Linked DNA regions of Anas platyrhynchos: region 1 is linked to region 2. Evidence: chromatin contacts called from public Hi-C data. All regions are on one chromosome and are shown on one strand. Each heading gives the region's core, a stretch centred on a gene start, on an enhancer-like site or on the middle of the called end of the contact. The rest is flanking DNA. Distances are from core to core; before and after follow the strand shown. Region 1 overlaps EVI5 (ecotropic viral integration site 5). Region 2 holds the start of GLMN (glomulin, FKBP associated protein).

Region 1 (4,714 bases), core at 653-3,152, 110 kb after region 2:
AGAGCAAAGAAAAAATTAAAGCTAGGCAACTCTGTAATCAAGGAATTTTTGTTTAAAAACCCACAGTCATATGAATGAATTTCCACATAAGTTTCCCTGAGATATTGCTTCTGCATACTGGTACCAATGCATTCCCAGGAAGGTTTTTAGAAAAGTTAGAAAAGTAATACCAGTTGGTGCTATGTAACATAATTTGAAAGCCATCATCTCAATTTTGCTACTTTTGAAGATGACTTATTGTTCCCCTCACACTTTGTCTCTTTCAACTGATGGGCTCCACCAGTACTAACAGGTTAGAAATCCCTGTACCAGGGAAAAACACTCTGGTAGCCAGGTATCAGCTCTGCTCATGTCAAAATGACAGTGCAAACAGCCAACATGCTATCCAGCCTCTGGCCTGAGAGGTTGTGCATAGCAAGGGAGCAGCACAAGCAGTGGAGGAGCAGGAAATGAGCCCTGCAGATCAAAAAAGCAACTGCTAAAACAGAAGTCACTTAGGCCCCTTCAGTTGTGGAAGCTCTCACCTCCCTCACCCTGCTCTGAGGTTCGAGAGTACTTGTCTGCATACCCAGATCTATACCAAAAGCTCCTAAGACGAAAAGTCTGTTCCTCAAAAATTTGCTTTTTAGCTTGAGGAAAAGTTCTGCCCACAAAAAATTATCAGTTGAGATACATGGCTGTAGTATCAGACGTAATCCTCCTCTGTCTGGCTTTTTAAGAGAAAAACATCGTTACCGCACCTTCCCAAGCAGCAGCGGCAGCAAGTTCTCCTGAATCACATTAACCTGCAGTCTGAGAACTACTGAGTATGTGGAGAGCCTCCAGTCTCAATCAGCCCAGAACTAGGGTTCACTGCTGGCAAAAGCAGCACAGGGACAGAATGCTAGTATTAAATACCTGAAACTATTGCAGTATAGTATCTTCCACAAAAATCAAGTACAGTAATAGTCATGACAAAGTTTAAATTGAAAAATTCACTGAGAACACCTGGAACACACCAGAGGCTTTATGTCTGTAGTTGCAGGTGCTTCGTCCCAAGAGAATTGCAAGATTAAAGTTTTCTACAACATTCTTGATGATCACAGTAGGAAAACACGTCAACAAGAAATTAGACTATTGAAATTAGATATCAAGGGTTGCTTTCACTTTAATAACTATGAACTTAAATACAGAAAAACAAAACCAATAGTTTTATTGGCAGTCAAAATGAAGGGACACCAGACAGACACTGTTCCTCAGCCAGTGTATCTATCAGCTTTACTGAAGATGTATAGAGGGTAGGATATTTCCCTCTTTTTTTTTTCCTGACTTAAAAACATTTACTTAGTACCAATCTGCCTCAGACTCTTTTCAAGGCAGGCTTTTAAACTCTTACTATGTGGCAAGACAGCATTAAAAAATGTAAATGAAGTTTATTCAGAAGGGTAAATGTGGTAACTAGTGTCCTTTCAGTGACTCTACAGTGACTCATTCTAGACTTTCAAAAAACACATCACTAACATCACACACCACTATTGATAAGAGTAAAAAAAAGTTTCCTGTAATTTGAAAAGATGGAAACAATTTCTTTACTCAACAGTTAGTACTTGGAAAAGTTATTAAACAGAGGTCATCGAAAGGCTTCATTCTAGCGAAATAGTGTTAAGAGTTTAAACTGTGGGGGAGAGAACTAGCACAATCATGGATTTCCTTTACAGTTGCTCTTAAAGCAGCTTTGACATGGTTAAAGATAGGGTAAGTGTGACAATTCTCTGAATCTGCCAGGAAACACACCAAGAAGGAAGTGATGTTACCCCCTGTCCAGATCAACCTAACCAAGGTTGAAAGAAGAATGAACTCTAATAGACAGTTTCCCCTTTAAGATTACTCAGATGTACAAAGTTTTCTATATTACAAATGTGCTCTGTACCTCCTCATCCCAATCCAGACATGGACTATTTCAAGAGGATAGGAATGGAAATGGAGAGCAAGGGATTAAGATGCAGAGCAGAGTCTGCAGCTGCCACAGCTCTGCTTCCTCAGCCTGTCTATGCTTCACTGACACAGTGCTCCTTACCTTGGCCAGATGACTAACAGCAGCTTTAACTACGACTTACTTAACCCTGCCTGATTTTCTCTAAAGCCTCCCTCCCCCCACATAGCCCATCCTGCCTTTGACTACTACAAGGAAAGCTTAAAAAAAAAACGAAAAAAAAAAAAAAACACCCAATCAAAAGAAAACCTCAGCAATGCTGAGTGACCAACAGGACTGCCGATACACGATCGGGAGGAACTCTTGCTATTAGGCTAAAACTGTAGTAAAACTGCCAAGAGAAAGTCTACCAAGCTTAAAGAAAGCACTACACAAACGAATGGTGTGCTAAAGGCTGATATTAGGACATTAAAAGCTGTAAGGACATCTGAAGCTATCAATCCAGATCAAGTGAAAACAAAAAGCATGAATTATTTGAGAAAGCAAACCCAGCATTTTACTGATTGACTACAGGAATAAAGGGAGACAATATCCATTCCTTGTCCTAGCTATCTACTAAATCTTACACAAGAATGAGATAAATGAATATGAGATAAATGAGGGGCCAGAGTACACATAGTTTGGCCAAAATAAGTCAATTATAAGATGGGAGTCTAACTTCTGTAAGAAAGTGAAATATCAAATGAGGAGGACAGCTTTTCACCAGCACAGAGGTACAAAAACCTGCAGCCCAGCCATCCAAAAATCCTTTATTTGTTAACGATTTATTTAAGTGCCCTGTTCAAAACTCAGAAGCCTGCTAAGTACTTCAAGTGATACTTACTTCACAAGGATTTTATGAGCTGAACTAGTGATGCAAAAAACAAAAAGAGAGCAGAGTACAAAACAAGAGCTGTTGGATAACACCTTTGTTTGGAAACGACTTCAGGGTTTTTCCTTTGTCACTTCTTCGGCTTATGCATATGCAACAAATTAAACTTCAGTAACACTTCAGTTTTGTGTTGTTTTCATTAAGGAATGCATCAGTCTTGCTTAAGAACATCCATTATGTATTGGAGTATTTTTTGCACTTCAAAACACAGAAGTGTAAAGGGTCAGCATCAGGAACTGAATGCCTGACAAAGATGAGATGACATTCAGAATATATAAAAACTTCCTAATATCATAATAAACAAACATCTTGCTATACAATTGCATCTACTAGTAAGTGATAGAACTACCTCCTTCACCTTCTGTCATTATTACTAACCAGAACTACGAGTGACCCAGAAACTGTGATTTAAATCTAGCATTTGTGTATGTAACGTCAGATCAGTTCTTATGTGGGAGTAGTGATACTCTGCATTACAGAGTTAACACCAGTGTCTTGCACCTACACCTACACGAACATTTAGAAGAAAAACCACATGATTTAGGTTAAGCATTTCTATGGACCATGTGGACCTTGCACTGAATCCCTAGATTTTCCCCTTGCTTCTCATAAAAGCAATTATTTTTTTTCCAGGGGAATGGTATGTGTTAACTTCTTCCTTTCACTGTTACCAGCTTTGAAACAATAATCCCAGACAGACCTATTTATGATGCTCCATATTAAGCATGATTACTTCAAGAGAAACCTACACGCTAAAGACTAGTCACATGCACTTAATGGTCTTAAATATTGTATTTCAAATCATTAAGGCAAACCCAGATTAAAGTGCCCTCCACTCTTCACATCAGACCACAGCATCCTAATAACAAGCTGATCTGAAGAAAATGGAAGGCAGCTCTTTCTCTGAGAAAGAAGTTCCCTAGTATCTCATCCCTCTGCCTAGACCAGCAGTCTTCTTAAAAAGCCCTTTTTTGTTTTAAACTGAAGCTTTAGTATCAACTGCATGTTTTAGTTTACTCCTTCGGAAATTAAGGCTTTCCAACTCCTTTTTTTTTTTGTTGTTGCAGGTGTTTCAAAGGCCTTTGAGCCCAAGTACCCCAAAAGAAATTTTGATCTTAAGTTTCATATTTGCTGACAAAAAACATGCTGGTCAAATACCTATTTGCTTATAGAATCTTACACACTGAGAATCTTACAACACAAAGTTGTCACAGCCCCATAGTAACATCTACAATCAAGTCTGGAGTATTGAAAATAACCAAATTGACAATAGAGGAACTTACTTCAACTGAATCACTTTTGTTTTAAATGTTTGTATACAGTTAACACTCAAAACATTTATTTCACAACTGAACAAGCTATACTTCAGACTGGTGTAAGTTTGAGATGAATAGTTCACCAAAAACCTAACGTGGAAACTCATTAAAAGTATGAGCCACTGACTTCATGCTCCAGACTGTACAGAAAGTAGAGCCATTCTCATTTGTAAAGAAATAAAGAATATTACTAAGAGGCTACAGATCAAGAAATCATTAAAGGTGATGATCTAAAAATACCAAAAAATGAGAATTTCAAATGTGCTTGAGTAGGAAACAAAAAACAAGGCAACCTAGAAAATGAGAAAAATGGAAAAACATTACTGAAGATTACATCATGCAAAAGTAGTAATTGTGGAAAGGAATGAGCGATGATGTGGATAAACAAATGAACATAAGACAGTGCATTCTATGGATGTATAAGGCAGACTTACAAAATAGATTCCCTTCCTGTATTTACTTTATCTTACATAAGGTATTACAGAAATCTACACACAATTCTGACACCCATAGCTTAAGCAGAAATACAGAAAGAGAATAGAAGAACACTATAGA
Region 2 (4,944 bases), core at 1,339-3,838:
GGGCATTTTCTCGTAGTTATGTTTTCGGCATCTCTTTTCTATTTCCTTAACTCACTAGAAAGTAGTTATTAATGGTTTTCTTAAATTACCGTGACTTGACTTCTGTAAACTACCTGAAGTTGCACAAGAACATGCACTTAACGGATAGCAACTGATTAACTGTTCAAATGTTCCACAATGAAAGTAGCTTTCCCTTTTTAATAGTTTTATCTATAAGTGTGCTTAAACTAATATATAGTGCAAACTTCAACTCACCTTGTTTTTCTCATTTTGAATTACTTCTAACAACTGAGCAGCATATCCATCTTCTAAACATTTCTGACCTGCTACCTGAAACAGATTAAAATCTTCTCCTCTGAAATCAGATTCTTCCAGAATTTGCTAGAAAGAAAATATACATGCTTAACTCCATATTTATAAAAATCAAATGAAAAATAGGTAAATCCAAGTTTTCATTTCAAAATTAGATGTACTGTCACTGTAACTTATCATTTCTTACTAACATCCTTTACATATTAAAAGGAGTTACCAAGAGCTACCACAGAAGACAAAGCAGTATTTCAGTAGCATTTTCTAACTCTAAACTACAGCACAATATATAGAAGATGTATTTTCTATAGCAGCCTCCTGGTGATTTGTTCCCTCAGACAGGTACCGTTGAGAGAAATAACAACACTTCTTTCTCTGGGAGGCAGAACTTGGGATAAGCACCACGCAGAAGTCAATGAAACATGGAGACTGAACCTAGCTGCCCAATGAGGAGATCTGCTAATGAATGTCTCGTGTTTTGCAGTCACAAAGAAAAACTTGAACTGCTTACATTTGTCAGGTTTATGAAGAGAAAAGTACTTACACATCTTTGTATTATGGCTTGAAGTTCATCAACTGCCATTGTAGTTTGACTTTGTTCTTCTGGCATTGAAAACTATTATAAATTAAGGAGCGCAGTATTAAAACACATGAAGTAAACATAGAGACTGAAAAATAATCACATTATCAAAAACAATGCCCAGTAGCGAAATGAGAACAATCTATATTAATAGATCTTATGAAGATTACATGATTTTAAGAAAGGCAAAAATATATTTTTAAGAAGTGTATACTGTATTATTCTACTCCCCATATTTGCTGGATTTCATAGAAAATAACCTGCATTCTATGTACAGAGAAGCAAATTCTGAGTGCCATCAGGATCATCTTAGGAAGTCAGGAGGCCATAGCTATGACACAGACAATGAAAATTGCAACTAATACAGCCTGGGTTCACTGCACACCAACCCTGGACTTCCAAAATACACTACATTTTCTGTGCATATCTTCACCGGATAAGCTATCTGCTCAGCTCTGACTAGAACACTCTAACCTGATGCCCAGGACATGCACAGCTGATCCAGCCACTGTGCCAGTTTGTGTTAACAGTGTTTTAGTCCAATCAAGACTACATATGCAATATCAATTCTTTCCTCCTATTGTCTAGGTTGGTTGTTCAGAGTCCTTTTACCTCTAGATGCAATTAAAAACTTCCTTGCTGAAAACTAAGTAAACATTTCAGTAAAGTTACCATGAGTAACACATAAAATCCAGCTCAATTATTGCATGATGTATCAGAGCAGCGGTCGTAATCTTTATAGTTTTGAGTAATTCCACGTGCCTAAACCTGGTTATATAATCGCTGTGTCTGTCAATTACCTCTGCGCTTCTATAATTGGCGAACTATTCATCCAAGCACCCAAGATTCATATTTACACAGATATTTCAATGTAACATCCTCAGTCTTTCCTCCTAAGTTTGACCTCAGCTACCTAACACAGCATCTAGATAACTAAGCTATTTGGACGTTTATAAAAAGCAGTCAACTCACAGCAACTTAAAAAGCACATTTGCAGATTTTATTACTCAAAGATCACATAATTTTCTATTCTCAACTGCCTAATTTAACACTAACTTGCACTTTAACTTGCAATTTAACACTTTAGCCTGCAATCTAGCAATGTTTCGAACCTGATCTTTCTGATTTTGTGATTATCAATATACTTTATTAACGCAAATTGTACCACTTATTTTTGGAGGATGTCACTAAGACACCCAAAATAATTTAAATGTACTTTTGAACGCTCGTATTTTGGGGTTTTCAGCTCTCAGAAATTTTACAGTGTACTTACAGACTTGAAATATGCCCTGGCAGGGATTTGCCAGTTAACCTCACAGACGGTCTCAGGCCCTAATACTTAATCCTATTTCTAATTATATCTTTTCACTGGTTCCCGCGGCAAGCGTACAGCATCTAAACAGCAAAAAAAATCCGCTTTTAACCCTCGAGAAGCTCCATCCCCTACCAAACGCACCCCCAGCCCCCTCCCCGGGCAGGTACCACACGCAGGCCGCCCCCCAGGGCTGCTAACGAGCCCCTCGCACGCAGCAGGACCAAAGCCCCCGCCTCCGCTTCCTCACCCCTCGCCCCGCCGGCGGAGCCAGGCTCCCTCCGCAGCGCCTCAGCCCGCGACCGGCCCCGCGCTCCCCTCAGCCGCCGCCGCTCCGCCGCCTCCCGCCGGGCCGGGCCACACCGAGCCGGCTCCGCCTCCGGTGAGAGGTCAGGGGGAGGGAGCCGGCAGCCGCCACCACCACCGCGATGGCGGCCAGGAGGCCGCAAGGCAGCGCCAAGGGGAAGCCCGGCCGGCGGCGCGCAGGTAAGCTCCGAAAGCCGCTCCCCTCCGCCCCGCGCTGCGGACTCTCCCTGGTGCCCTCAGGCCGGCGCAGCGGCTCGCCCAACTCGCTGTTGGGGGCTGAGGAGCGGCGGGGCGGCCGGCGCTGCGCTGCGGAGACGCGACCGCCAGCGCCGTGGGGCTGGGGCCGGGCCCCGGGCGCTCCGTCCGCCCCCTCAGGCCCCGGGGGCTGCAGCGCCGGGAGCCCGCCCTCGGCCGTCCGGCTACGGGGGGAGCCGCGGCTCCGGTATTTGCTGCTGGGTAATGAAGAAAATAAACTCACGGATTTCCGTATTCTTGATTTCTAGGAAATAAACGTTCAGCTGCTCTGGAAAACGAAGATGTTGCTCAGAGGTATAGTTTCTGACTAACAATACGTGGTCGTCATGTTGTTTTGCTTCACTTTGCAACCGTATTATTTGCCTGGCGTGGGCTTTTTTGGCTTTCTTAGAGATAGCCAGTACCCCCTTCAAGAAAAAACACACATGCATTTCTCTATTCAAGGTAAAAGGGGCGACCGTGGGATGCTACCACAGTAGTGAGTGACACGAGTTTATGAATCTGAACTCCACAGTTGTATTTGCTTACTCTGTAATGCCTGTTTTCTGCCAGTTTAATTTCCTTGCATACTTTCTAGTCTTCTTTGTTCACTTTAAAAACCGAATCTGAAAGATTTGGACATAACAGATTTTTTTTTGCCATGGGCAGTTACCTAAAAATTCATTTGACTGCATAGAAGGCTTTCAGATGAATATCCTCAGATATATTCAGATGAATGTCTTTTCAGTGGTTTGCAGGGACAGGACAAGGGGCAATGGCCACAAGATAGAGCACAGGAAGTTCTGCACCAACACGTGAACGAACTTCTTCACTGTGAGGGTGACAGAGCACTGGGACAGGCTGCCCAGGGAGGCTGTGGAGTCTCCTCTGGAGGTATTCAAGGATGCCTACCTGGGCAGCCTGCTCTAAGGAACCTGCTTTGGCAGGGGGGTGGGACTCGATGATCTTTCAAGGTCCCTTCCAACCCCTACAGTTCTGTGATTCTGTGGTATCATTGATACTTGGTACAGCTGGAGAACTGTATGTGGAAGCTACTCTCTGTGTCATTCAATATCCTTTATGTTACAGGAAAGCAGCCCTGGAGGCTGCTACTAGAAAGAAGATTGAATTTGAGAAAAAAGCACTGCATATTGTTGAACAGCTCTTGGAAGAGAACATTACTGAAGAGTTCCTTCTGAATTCTGTATGTGCTGCGAAATTTTTACACTATTTTATATCTCAATGTTCAACTTTTTAAGTTCTTGGAGTGATTTGCTGAAGTTTAAAGTAGACAAGGTTATCCTCTCTCGTCAGCTCTGATTGCCTTATTTTCAGGGGTTTTGTAGTGAAAATATGCTGTAGTTTTGTAGAACTATATGTATTTTTGAATCCTCACTTCATTACCTTTGTTTATATCCCCATGTTGTGGACTCAGAGGTGAAGTATAAAAAGTTAGGTCCATATCATGTCCTCTGTGAATTTAGACAACAGTACTTCTTACCCCACAGTTCATCCTGGCAGCACAATTTTTGTAATACCACTGGGATGGTATGAGGATTATTCCTGTTAAAGTTGTAAATACGCTGGTAGATAGGTTTATATAACATATAAAGAGAGGAAAATTGTGAGAACAGGTACCATACTAGAGGCAAAATGATGAGGCTTTTGTATATATAAGAAGTATCCGTGTCTTTCTTTTCCTAAGAGTATTTATCTTGTTACTGATTTTAGTTTGGAGGTTCTGAATGCTGTTTATTAAACTTACTTGATACTATTATAAAATGAAATGTATTTATTTACTTATTAGAAGTTTTGAGCATGAAAAATGACCTTCCAATATCTGTTGTTGAACTGTTGTCATTTCAGGGAAAAAATATTACTCCATCTCACTATAAAGACGTTGTTGATGAACGGTCTATCATCAAATTATGTGGTTATCCTATATGTCAAAATAAACTGGAAAATGTAAGTTGCTTTTTATTAATGCTGTTAACATAAGAACCTCTTAGTGGTTTTTATATTCTTGCATTTTCTTTTTCATTTTAAAGTTAAAATATTAAACATAGATAAAAATACTGTTAAGTAATGGGCCAGATATCCTGTCGTTCCATTTCAGTTTAAGACTTATGAAGTAAAAAGTTAAACCTGACCTGTTGACAATCATTGCTGAACCAGTTAGCATATTTAAACACGTGCATTAAGA

Evidence for each region. A called contact is a pair of places that touch in the nucleus more often than the background predicts.
Region 1: a Hi-C map of liver shows a contact between it and region 2, with 5 times the contacts expected there. The contact joins the enhancer-like site here to the promoter of GLMN in region 2. A contact is called at or near these places in 3 of 8 Hi-C or Micro-C datasets (liver, skeletal muscle and subcutaneous adipose tissue).

The regions. Positions count from the first base shown.
Region 1 is chr8:8,327,524-8,332,237 of IASCAAS_PekinDuck_T2T, forward strand. The region is part of intron 17 of EVI5 (ecotropic viral integration site 5); the gene reads right to left. Among named protein-coding and RNA genes, the nearest start is that of GFI1, 33 kb to the left of the region's middle. Within about 2 kb of position 1,903, at least 2 of the 8 cell types and tissues checked have an H3K27ac peak or open chromatin away from gene starts, as enhancers often do.
Region 2 is chr8:8,221,237-8,226,180 of IASCAAS_PekinDuck_T2T, forward strand. It overlaps GLMN (glomulin, FKBP associated protein), which reads right to left and starts at 2,589. Exons shown (of 19, transcript XM_038182773.2): 1 at 2,452-2,589; 2 at 854-925; 3 at 256-381. The coding sequence starts at 919. It overlaps RPAP2 (RNA polymerase II associated protein 2), which reads left to right and starts at 2,549. Exons shown (of 13, transcript XM_038182770.2): 1 at 2,549-2,687; 2 at 3,011-3,056; 3 at 3,831-3,945; 4 at 4,608-4,706. The coding sequence starts at 2,630.